Regions from separate parts of the Mus musculus genome. Here region 2 is linked to region 1. The links are chromatin contacts, called in public promoter capture Hi-C maps. All regions are on one chromosome and are shown on one strand. Each heading gives the region's core, a stretch centred on a gene start, on an enhancer-like site or on the middle of the called end of the contact. The rest is flanking DNA. Distances are from core to core; before and after follow the strand shown.

Evidence for each region. Promoter capture Hi-C pulls out the DNA fragments that hold promoters and counts their contacts.
Region 2: a contact with region 1 is called in a promoter capture Hi-C map of pre-B cells, with 5 times the contacts expected there. The contact joins the enhancer-like site here to the promoter of Snrpb2 in region 1. A contact is called at or near these places in 4 of 39 promoter capture datasets (embryonic stem cells, frontonasal cranial neural crest and pre-B cells) and 1 of 115 datasets of contacts at active chromatin or transcription factors (embryonic stem cells).

What each region holds. Positions count from the first base shown.
Region 1 is chr2:143,061,131-143,066,126 of GRCm38.p6, forward strand. Snrpb2 (U2 small nuclear ribonucleoprotein B) reads left to right here and starts at 1,939. Exons shown (of 7, transcript NM_021335.3): 1 at 1,939-1,968; 2 at 3,412-3,500; 3 at 4,046-4,218. The coding sequence starts at 3,437.
Region 2 is chr2:143,836,888-143,841,883 of GRCm38.p6, forward strand. Bfsp1 (beaded filament structural protein 1, in lens-CP94) reads right to left here. Exons shown (of 8, transcript NM_009751.2): 5 at 4,787-4,894. Among named protein-coding and RNA genes, the nearest start is that of Bfsp1, 24 kb to the right of the region's middle. Within about 2 kb of position 2,539, at least 73 of the 459 cell types and tissues checked have an H3K27ac peak or open chromatin away from gene starts, as enhancers often do. A contact at or near this core is called in pre-B cells, where this site is marked.

The DNA.
Region 1 (4,996 bases), core at 689-3,188:
TCTCCCTCTTTCTGCACTGCCCTCTTAAATAGCTTCTCTTTCCTCTCTTATGAAAGTTGGCCACATCCTATTCTGTCAAATCTTCTCCTGATTCATAACTTTGTCTGCCACTCAATCAGACATCACACCATTTTCAAACGGGTGACTCCTTCTACCAACTAACATTACCTTCACTGTTTGGGATTAAAGGTGTGTACTCAGGGCAAGTCTGTATTCCAGCCAGAGATATTAAAGGTGTGTGCTAAAACCGAGTCACACCAAAGCAGAAATAGCTTCTCTCAATAAACAACACAATCCCCGGGTTCACGGTGTGATCAAATATCCTGCAACAACCTGGAAAGCCTCTTCCCCTTCATTCCTTACCAAATCCTATTTCAAGTCTTAGTTTCCCAGTCATTCAAGAAACCGATGAAGACCCATTCAAGAAAGCTTGCAGTGGGAGAGCCGGGTGTGGTGGTGGTACATGTCTTTAATCCCAGCATTTGGGAGGCAGAGGCAGGTGGATTTCTGAGTTCGAGGCCAGCCTGGTCTACAAAGTGAGTTCCAGGACAGCCAGGACTATACAGACAAGAAGAAAAAAAAAAAGCTTGCAGGGATTACTCATGGATATAAAAATGTGTTCATTCTTTATAAGTGAACCTGGAAAAGAGCATAGAAGCCACTGACACTGAGTTGTCATCGGACAATTTCTTCTTTGCTGTGCAAAAGGTATAGTAGCTGAGACTCAAGCTTTGATAGAATAGGTATGGCATTTCTTTAAATCTCTTTATTTTTTTCCCAAGTGGAGTGTCCTTGCATGTTTATCAATTTGCTTTTTGAAAATAGCTACGAACTCTCTCTCGGCCAGATGAATGTATATAACACAGGCAGGTTATAGCTTATTCCAATGCTCTCATTACCACCAAGCACAGTTAATCAACTGCTCAGACCTTCTGTTGCTTAGAAAGTGTTTCGTATTTACTTGATGCCCTTTTGCTAAGAACATACTCGATATTGTTTTTATAAAAGCCAAACTGGTTTCCATATCTATGTAATTAAAGAACACTTTTTCTGTGGTTGTTTAACATTATTTCCTACATTTACAGGATTTTCACTGGATATCACACTTGTTTTATTATGACCTAATTTTCACGGAACTTCATTCAATCGTCTGAATCATATTTATCGAGTATAAGCCATTCTCCTAATCACTTCAGTGAAAAAAGCATATAAAATTACTACTCTCAAAACACTATTTCCATCCTGCAACTTCATGTGACTTTCAAAAATTAGAAACCTCAGGCTGGTAAAATCAACCAATTTGGTCCTTACCCCAATTTTTAGCCTAGAAAAATCCAAGCATTTTGTGAGGAAAGGAGAGGGTGGGGGAGTGGGCGGGAGTTAACTGTGTCTAAGTGAGTTTAGGCTCTTTAGTTTGCTCGCTCCTGAAGCCTGGTGAGAGTACCATCAACGACTAAAATTCTCTTTGTTCAGGGGTCGAAGACTGGGCTGCATCTAAGACGTAATCTATAGAGTGCTGGCTGGTGTGTTCTTTCAGACTCCTGGAGATTGACAACTAGAGATTGACAATGGTGTTAAGTCAAGTTGACCAGGACCCATAGAAAGGCTTGACTAACTTGTGGCTGGAGACAGGCTCCTGTAAAATTGTATCACATCCTATAGTTGGGAAGCTTCAAAGTCGCAGTAAGGGAAACGACCCCCTACCCTTCCCTCCTCTGCCTCCACAGCTTGGCCCCCGGGTCCTAATTTGATCCCTTCCAGTTCTCCCCCTTTCCACAAACTTCCTAGCCCACAGGAATGCGCGTGCGCAGAAAGATTCCGCCTTGGCCGGCCGGGGCGAGGAGGGCTCGATTGAATCGGTGCTCGACTCTTCGACTTCTCTGAGTTCGATTGAGGAGTTTGGCCGCCCTCTTCCGGCGCGGGGAAGCTCTTCCGGTATTAGTTTCAAGCGGACCGCGCCGGCTTCAGGTGAGTCTCTCGGGTTCTTTTTCGCTGTGGCTGGTCTCAGGGTTTGGCGGGATCCGCCCCGTCCGCGGTAACTGAGCCGGCGAGGGCGAAGGTGTCGTCGGTTGCGTGGTCCTCGGTCCGCGGACGTATAGGAGGAAGGGACGGCGACCCCAGGGCTGGCGGAATGAGGCCCGGCGTCACAGCCTGTTCTCTGCAGGATGGTTGGGTTTTTAATGTCAGAGGACCCTGGTGTTGGGTGGATTGGCCGGTGTGTAAAGAGGCTCAAGCGGACACATAGGAATTAGCCCAGGGGGAGAGAATGGCCCGTGACTTGCTTGGAGGAGCAGGGTGTGCAGTTCACTGTGCACTCTCGGCCTCTTCTCCCCGGCAGCCTTTGGGTTTCTGGTGCCCTTGCACTATTTCAGCCCAAAGGAGCTAATGCCAGAGCCTGTGCTCTTGTCCCTCTCTTGAGTCCCAGCCCTTCTCCAGGTTCCCATGTAGAGAGGCAAGCCTGTGAGAAACGTTACCTATTATCCGTTGCCTACATAGTACAGGCCCTTCCTATAAGTTGTTCAGAGCAGCTTGTTGTGTGACGTTAAGACACTTGTGTCCTTTAACGAGTGATAGCTATCGATAATAAATAGTAACTGTAGATGCTAACTGGTGCAGACTGATACATATCTGTCTCATAATTTTATAGGCTCCATTTTATAGGTGCTGTTAGTAGCCATAATTTGTAGCTGGGGACTTGAGACATTAAGGAACTTGCCCCCCATCGAAGTAGGTTGTAAAATCGTAAACAGAACTTAAATCCGTATCTTATTGATACAAGAATCTGAGCTCTGAACTGTCAACCTTGACCACTCTTGAGACTCACATAGTGGGAAAGAGACAGAAGTGAAAGCCCCTGAGAGGTCGTTCTCTGACCTCAACATACACGATGGCACAGGTAAACAAACACACACACACACACTAATCGTTTAAATCAATACATTCATGAGTGCATCTATGAACTGTCTTAATTTGTATTGTTCTATTACAATGACTTTTTAAAACTAGGTGCGTGTTTACTGATCTTTCACAAAATGTTCAAATCATTTTACTGAAAAACCATTTTCTGGTGAATATGATCAAAACACATGACATTCTCAAAGAATTAATAAATATACTTTCGAAAGTTATGTCATTATGTAGATGAAAGGACAGTATCATTTAAGTGGGGATAAAAGAAGTATATAACCTTGAATAATATGTTTTTAAATCTGCCTATGTATTGACAGATTCTACCAATTTGTAGAACCTTGGTATTGTCCTTCCAAGGTTTGATCTTGAGAGCTGTTTTCCATTTGACTAAAAGAGATGGCTGTGGGAGGTAGGGCGGGGTGATTAAGAGTTGTGTCATGCTGTACACCTGCGTGATTTAACCCTCTTTGCTAATAACTGATTATTTATTATTTCTTTTAGGCTATTGGAAGGGTTCTACCCAAACATGGATATCAGACCAAATCACACGATTTATATCAACAACATGAATGACAAAATTAAAAAAGAAGGTATGTTCTTTTAAAAACACCTTTTTACAACCAAACTGTGCTTATTTGTTGTATCTTAAGAATGGTCTCCATCTCTTCTCTAGTCATCTTGGTGCTCAACAATGGTTTATTCCATTTTTACACACCTTTCAGGTTTTTTAATATAAGAATATACAGGGATTGAAGTGCTTTGAATTGTTTTAACTCACAAAGGGGGGGGGGCGCTGGAGAGGTTGCTCAGTGGTTAAGAGCACTGACTGCTCTTCCAGAGGTCCTGAGTTCAAATCCAAGCCACATGGTGGCTCACAACCATCTGTAATGGGATCTGATCCCTTTTCTGGTGTGTTTGAAGACAGCTATAGTGTATAATATATTAAGTTTAGTATATATATATTAAAGTTAGCTTACAAGTGGTTTCAAATAATTGTTTAAATTGGTTAGCCAATGGGACAGTGGTTTTTTGTTAAATCACTATAAATAAATGAATGGTAGAGATGGTTATTGTTATTTTATGAAGAAATTAATCATTGTTTCCTTCACAAATGTTTTCTTTCTTATTTGAACAGAATTGAAGAGATCCCTGTATGCCCTTTTTTCTCAGTTTGGACACGTGGTAGATATTGTGGCTTTAAAGACCATGAAGATGAGGGGACAGGCTTTTGTTATATTTAAGGAACTGGGTTCATCCACAAATGCTTTGAGACAGTTACAAGGATTTCCATTTTATGGTAAACCAATGGTGAGCTAACGCTGTTATTTTTGCTTTAATCATTATTGGATGCTACGGTGGACTTTCTTAAGTGTAGAGTTAATGCCGAGCTATTGCTTTTTGGTTTTGTTTGTTTGTTTAGAGAAATTTGGGGGATATTATGTAACAAGGTCTCAGGAAAGCCAAGGCCCATGGTTTAGAAGATCTGAATCCTCATTCTGGTTCTGGCATTGGTAGATTTTGTCCCTCTGTCATGCCCACCACCACTACAGTCTGAGCAAGTTGAATCTTTGGCTTAAGCTGGGGATCAGCAGGAACTCCAGAGGACTAGGTAGACACTTCAAGCTTCCACACACACAAAGTTTCTGATACTTATTGTTTCATTGATGTGTTTTTAACCTTTTAAATTTGTGTTCAAATAATTAGTAAGTCGTAGGCTGCACAAAAACAGGTCATGATCTGGATTTGGCCTTCTGGTCTAGCCTCTGCATGTCATAGAGAAAGATTGGGCCTGAGGCTAATCTTGTTCATTTAGGGTTTATTCCTGTAGCCAGTGGCAGCATCAGCACTTGGACACTAATCTTAAAACATCATCATGCTTTTTATATGCTGGGAGGGAACATACTTTCTAATACGGTCAGGGCGATCACAGGCCTCACTAGCCAGATGCTCTTCTCTGAGCAAGAAAATCAGGGAAAGCAGTGCATAGGCAAGAGAGTGGGTGTGGGTGTGGGTGTGCTCCAGCCAACCCTCTAGCAGTCTGGACCCTTGTGCTGTAGCACACTGTTCCCAGGTGTCAGGAAGGTGA
Region 2 (4,996 bases), core at 1,289-3,788, 780 kb after region 1:
TGTGTAAGAACAGTGGCTGTCAGGGCCTGGACCCACCACAATTCTGTCACAGTCAAGTGAGCCATCAGAGGACGGAAGGATCTAAAGACCAATGGGAGCATCACTATTTGAAACCTCTGACAATAAATGGGTTAATTTAGGTAAAGACGATGATGATGATGACGATGACGATGATGATGATATATCCAGCATGTTGGCTTTGTGGGTAAAGTTTCTTGTTACCAAGCCTAACAACCTGAGTCTGAGCCCCAGGGCCCAAACAATAAAAGGAAAAGAATAGACTTGTGAGAGTTGTCTTCTGAACTCCACACATGCATGCACATATATGCACGAGTGAACACACACGAGAGAGAGAGAGAGAGAGAGAGAGAGAGAGAGAGAGAGAGAGAGAGAGAGAGAGGGGGGGGGGGTGTAAATGTCCTGTGTTTTGTTTTGCTTCAGGGATGGTGCCCTGATCAAGCGCTGATGCTGAATCTCACCACTAGATGGCGGTAAAGAACCTTGATGAAAAAGAGGTCAGGGCTCATCCTGTTTGCCAATCAATAAAACCGTTTTCAGGTCCTGTCAAGACACTGAATTGTCTGTCATTCCTTGTCCGCCTGGAAGAAATTAATCCCCAGGGGACTTGGGCACCTGTGTTTGGCTGACTTGAAGGAGAGGCCCCCAGCTCCAATCTCGGGCTCTGTTCTTAGAGGCATGGATCTAATGCCTGTGGAGCCGCCTGGAGGACTTGTTACGACAGGAGTTGCCAGGCCACAGCTGGTCTGGATGTACCCGTGAATCTGCACTTCTGACAAGTTCCCAGATGCTGCTGATGCTGCTGGGCCAGGGAACTTACCCTGAAGGTCCTAACCGGGAGACATTCTGGAAGCATCGAAAACCTTAACCAGCACCACAAAGTAAGTTATTTAAATTAATTAAATTAATCCTAATCACATAAGCCAAGGAGGAGGAGAAGGAGGAGGGGGAGGGGGAGGGGGAGGGGGAGGAGGAGGAGGAGGAAGAGGAGGAGGAGGAGGAGGAAGAAGAAGAAGAAGAAGAAGAAGAAGAAGAAGAAGAAGAAGAAGAAGAAGAAGAAGAAGAAGCAGAAGCAGAAGCAGCAGCAGCAGCTAAGAGGAGAAGTTGGAGGCAGAGGGTTAGACCCAGGACTTTACACACAGCGCTGGCGTGGAATAGCCTTGGGCCAAGGAATGCACAACCTCTTTGACTAAACAGGGTCCTCCCCACTATAGCCTGTCGGAATTGACTTGTACCAACCACACACCCGACACTGTGAGCAAGTTCTCCCATAAGATCCTCCAGCAGGGGCCCAGGTGGACTACACACACACACACACACACACTTTATGCCACCCTGGGAGACCCAGAACAGAGAGACCAACCTGCTTGCCCCACTCCCTGACTTACAGAACAGTGTGAAAATGAGAAAATACGCAGGAGCCACGTCACATACATGGGCTGTGACAACCCGTGAAGGTGGCACACCTGAGGTTCATTAGACCAATTTTTGTTATTTTGTTAGACCAATTTTGTTATGTTCAGTATTTTGTTACTGAACAGTCACCTCTCTGGATCCTAAGAGTCCCAATCAACCAATTATGCCTCTGCTGAAAAATATATATATATGTGTGTGTGTGTGTGTGTGTGTGTGTGTGTGTGTGTGTGTATAACCATGTTTGTCATCATTTCCTAAATAATAAAAAATAAAACTACTTATACCCACTCACACTATCCTGGATGTTATAAGTTGTTGGGGTTGAGTTCAAGGCTATGGGAGAACTTCATAGTTCACATACAAGCACTAAGCACTTTGGAGTCTTGAGCAAGTGTGATTTTCAGTACCTGTGGGGTTGTGAAGACTAATCCCCCTTGGATACTGACAAGCGACTGTACATGCCCTGCAGAGCATCATGGACGTGCACTGGTCCACTTGACCACAGTGTGGAAGCACTGTGCTTTCTGTAGAGGCCATGCTTCCTGTTTGCATTTTGCCTTCGTGCATAGCAGTGGTGTGGCAGCAAGCCATGACTGTATCAGCCAGGACACACCCTACACTCGACAGGGTGCTGTGCTGTAAGGTTGGGGTGTGTAATAGATAAGTGGGCCATATAAAAGCCATGTGCACCTCAGGTTACTTCAGCTTGCTGCAGATTCATCCAGACATGACCCCTCGAGTCAAGGACACTGGATAACATATGGATAACTATCTTTATAGAATTGGCTTGCTTTGAATAATTTTTTTTGCCTTCAACAACATTTTATGAGAAAGGATCCACAAACTTCACCAGACTAATAAAATCTAGGGACAGGGAAGGGAACCTAGAGGAGAAAGTGAGACCCTACCTTAGACACAGAGATAAACTGCTAAGTCTCAGTAGTGTCAGAGGCTGAGAACAGGACCTGACCCAACAGTTATACCTCATGTACTCAGAAACCAGGCCAAGCCTGTTGTTTCCCACCCAATGAACTATAACTAAGAGTTTGAAAAACATGGGTTTCCAGGACCATAACAGGCCTGCACCTGCTTCCTCAGTCCCATGCACACATGCACAATACACACATCCCACATGCAGGCACATGTACCCTACATCAATAGATCACACACTTCCTATACATATCATGGTTTTATAGCCATCAAAAATATGTGTGCACACAAAGAAAGACAAACAGTCTCCCCCCTCCCCCCCCCCCGCAGAACTAAAATTTTCCATGTGAGGCTAGGGCCTTGATCTTTTTAGTATCTAGGGCTGTGTTTTTCAACTTTGTCACCCAGACCACAGGAAGTGACATAGTTCACACCATAGGCCACATCATATGTGTGCATTTGAGCAAATACATGTGTAGTCAAAAATATACAGATACATTTAAGACAAAAGTTTTCCAGGATAAACTTTGTATACTTCTCACTGCCATGCATTCTGTTACTTCTTATTCCCAGCGCCATTGTGTTGCTTTCTTCTAATTTTTTATAAAGACTTATGTATTTACTGTACGTATATGAACACACTGTCACTATCTTCAGACACACCAGAAGAGGGCATCAGATCCCACTACCGATGGTTGTGAGCCACCATGTGGTTGCTGGGAATTGAACTCAGGACCTCTGGAAAAGCAGCCAGTGCTCTTAACCCCTGAGCCATCTCTCCAGCCTGCTTTCTTCCTTTTTTGTACCAGTCAATTCTACTGAATTCATTTTACACCTGGTGAATTTCAAGGAACAATTTGAAAACCACAGTCTCCAGAACCGGGACTGGGCCTACACCCACTTCCTCAGTCACATGTAAAACACTTACACCATACACACATCCCACGTGCATGCACATATGCCCTACACAGATAGATGAATAAGTCATACTTCATATGAACATCACACGCCACACATATACCTGACATTACACACCCCACATATACACATGTATATACACATACATGCACACATGCAGAGCCCACGCACCCTTCACATTACACATGCATGCAATATACATATCATACACACTTTACAATATACTCTACATACATACACAGCAAATACACTCAAATCACCTCATATACTCACACACTACCCACAGACCTTATATACACATATACGACATACACCACACACACTATATACATATCACACACACACACCACATTCTCTACATAAACATTTCTCCATCTCTCCCTTCTCCACTCCCCTCCCTCCCTCAAAAGAAACCACGGTCACTGAGAAGTATCTAGTCCCTGAGGCATGGTTATGTCCTGGGAAGAAGGCATTTTTAAGGCCTGACTCAATTTCTCTCCTGTGATCTTTCACTCAGGGGGCAACCACTGTTCCTTGTTGCCCCCTTGTTGTAGCATTGTCTTCTGGGACTGCTGCACAGTGAGAGCTTTATGAGGGGCCCAGTGGGGATGGAAAACAGGATGTCAGAAATGGTGATTAAATGAGAATCCAGTTAAGTTTTTCCTGATGCCCTGGACTCTGAACAGTAGGCCCTGAGTGTCATGACAACCCAGATGCCCCGGGTTTTACAGTCAGAATTTTAGATCTTTTTCTCGTTTGTTCCTTGAGGGTACCTGTCTACTAAATGCCAATTGATTGGTTTGGGATGTGTGGTTACCCAGCTGTAGGAAGGGCAGCATTTAAGCCCGACATTCAACGTCTCTGTGCCCATCTGCATGGAAATGAGAGCGTGTGAAGCAGTCAGGGCTGTGAACCATGAAACCCACAACTTAAAAGGAAACAGAACTGTGAGCCTCACACTAGCAGACATCTCATGAGAGGCGAACACTGGTACAAGCCAGCCTCCTGCCTCCCTGCGGGCACTCTTCCCAGACCATCATCAATTCCAAAGGAGAGACCACAGGGAGAGGAAAAACAGGGATGCCCAGATTTGAGTGAATATGTGGTTAAAACCCTGGTGTGTGTGTGTGTGTGTGTGTGTGTGTGTGTGTTTTCTAAATGTTAACAGGCTTGACAAAGGCAAAGTGATCCATGATGAGATGTGTTATTTTCCTTGGTAGAAGAGATGTGACTCAATGGAGACAAGAGAAGAGCCACCATGAGGCTGGGTGTCCACGTGTCCCTGTCTCCATCCCTGTCATCCTATGTCCCAGAACTCTTCTTAGCAGAATGCTAAAACACACATTCCGGGAAATCTCAGCCCAGGGCAAAGCAAGGTGTTTGTTCCCCTGCTCAGAATGCTGTGGTGCAGGGCACACGGGTGTGCTGAGTCTGTACACCACAGAACTGGACACCTCTGCCTTCATGTGTCGGTTCAATAAGATACGCCGAAGATGGATCATACCTGGGCCTGCAGCTCAGCTTTCTGTGCCTGCAGGTGGGTGACTGCCTCTCGGCCCTCCTCCAGCTGGTTCTGCAGGGCAGCCACTTCCCGTTCTGTGAACAGCTTCTCCTGCATGAGGAGGCCAGACTGAGATTCAGACAAAGAAGTGCAAAGATAAAAGAGACAATGAAGGAGTAAGAACCCTTCTTTGTATCCCCCCAAGCTCATGTG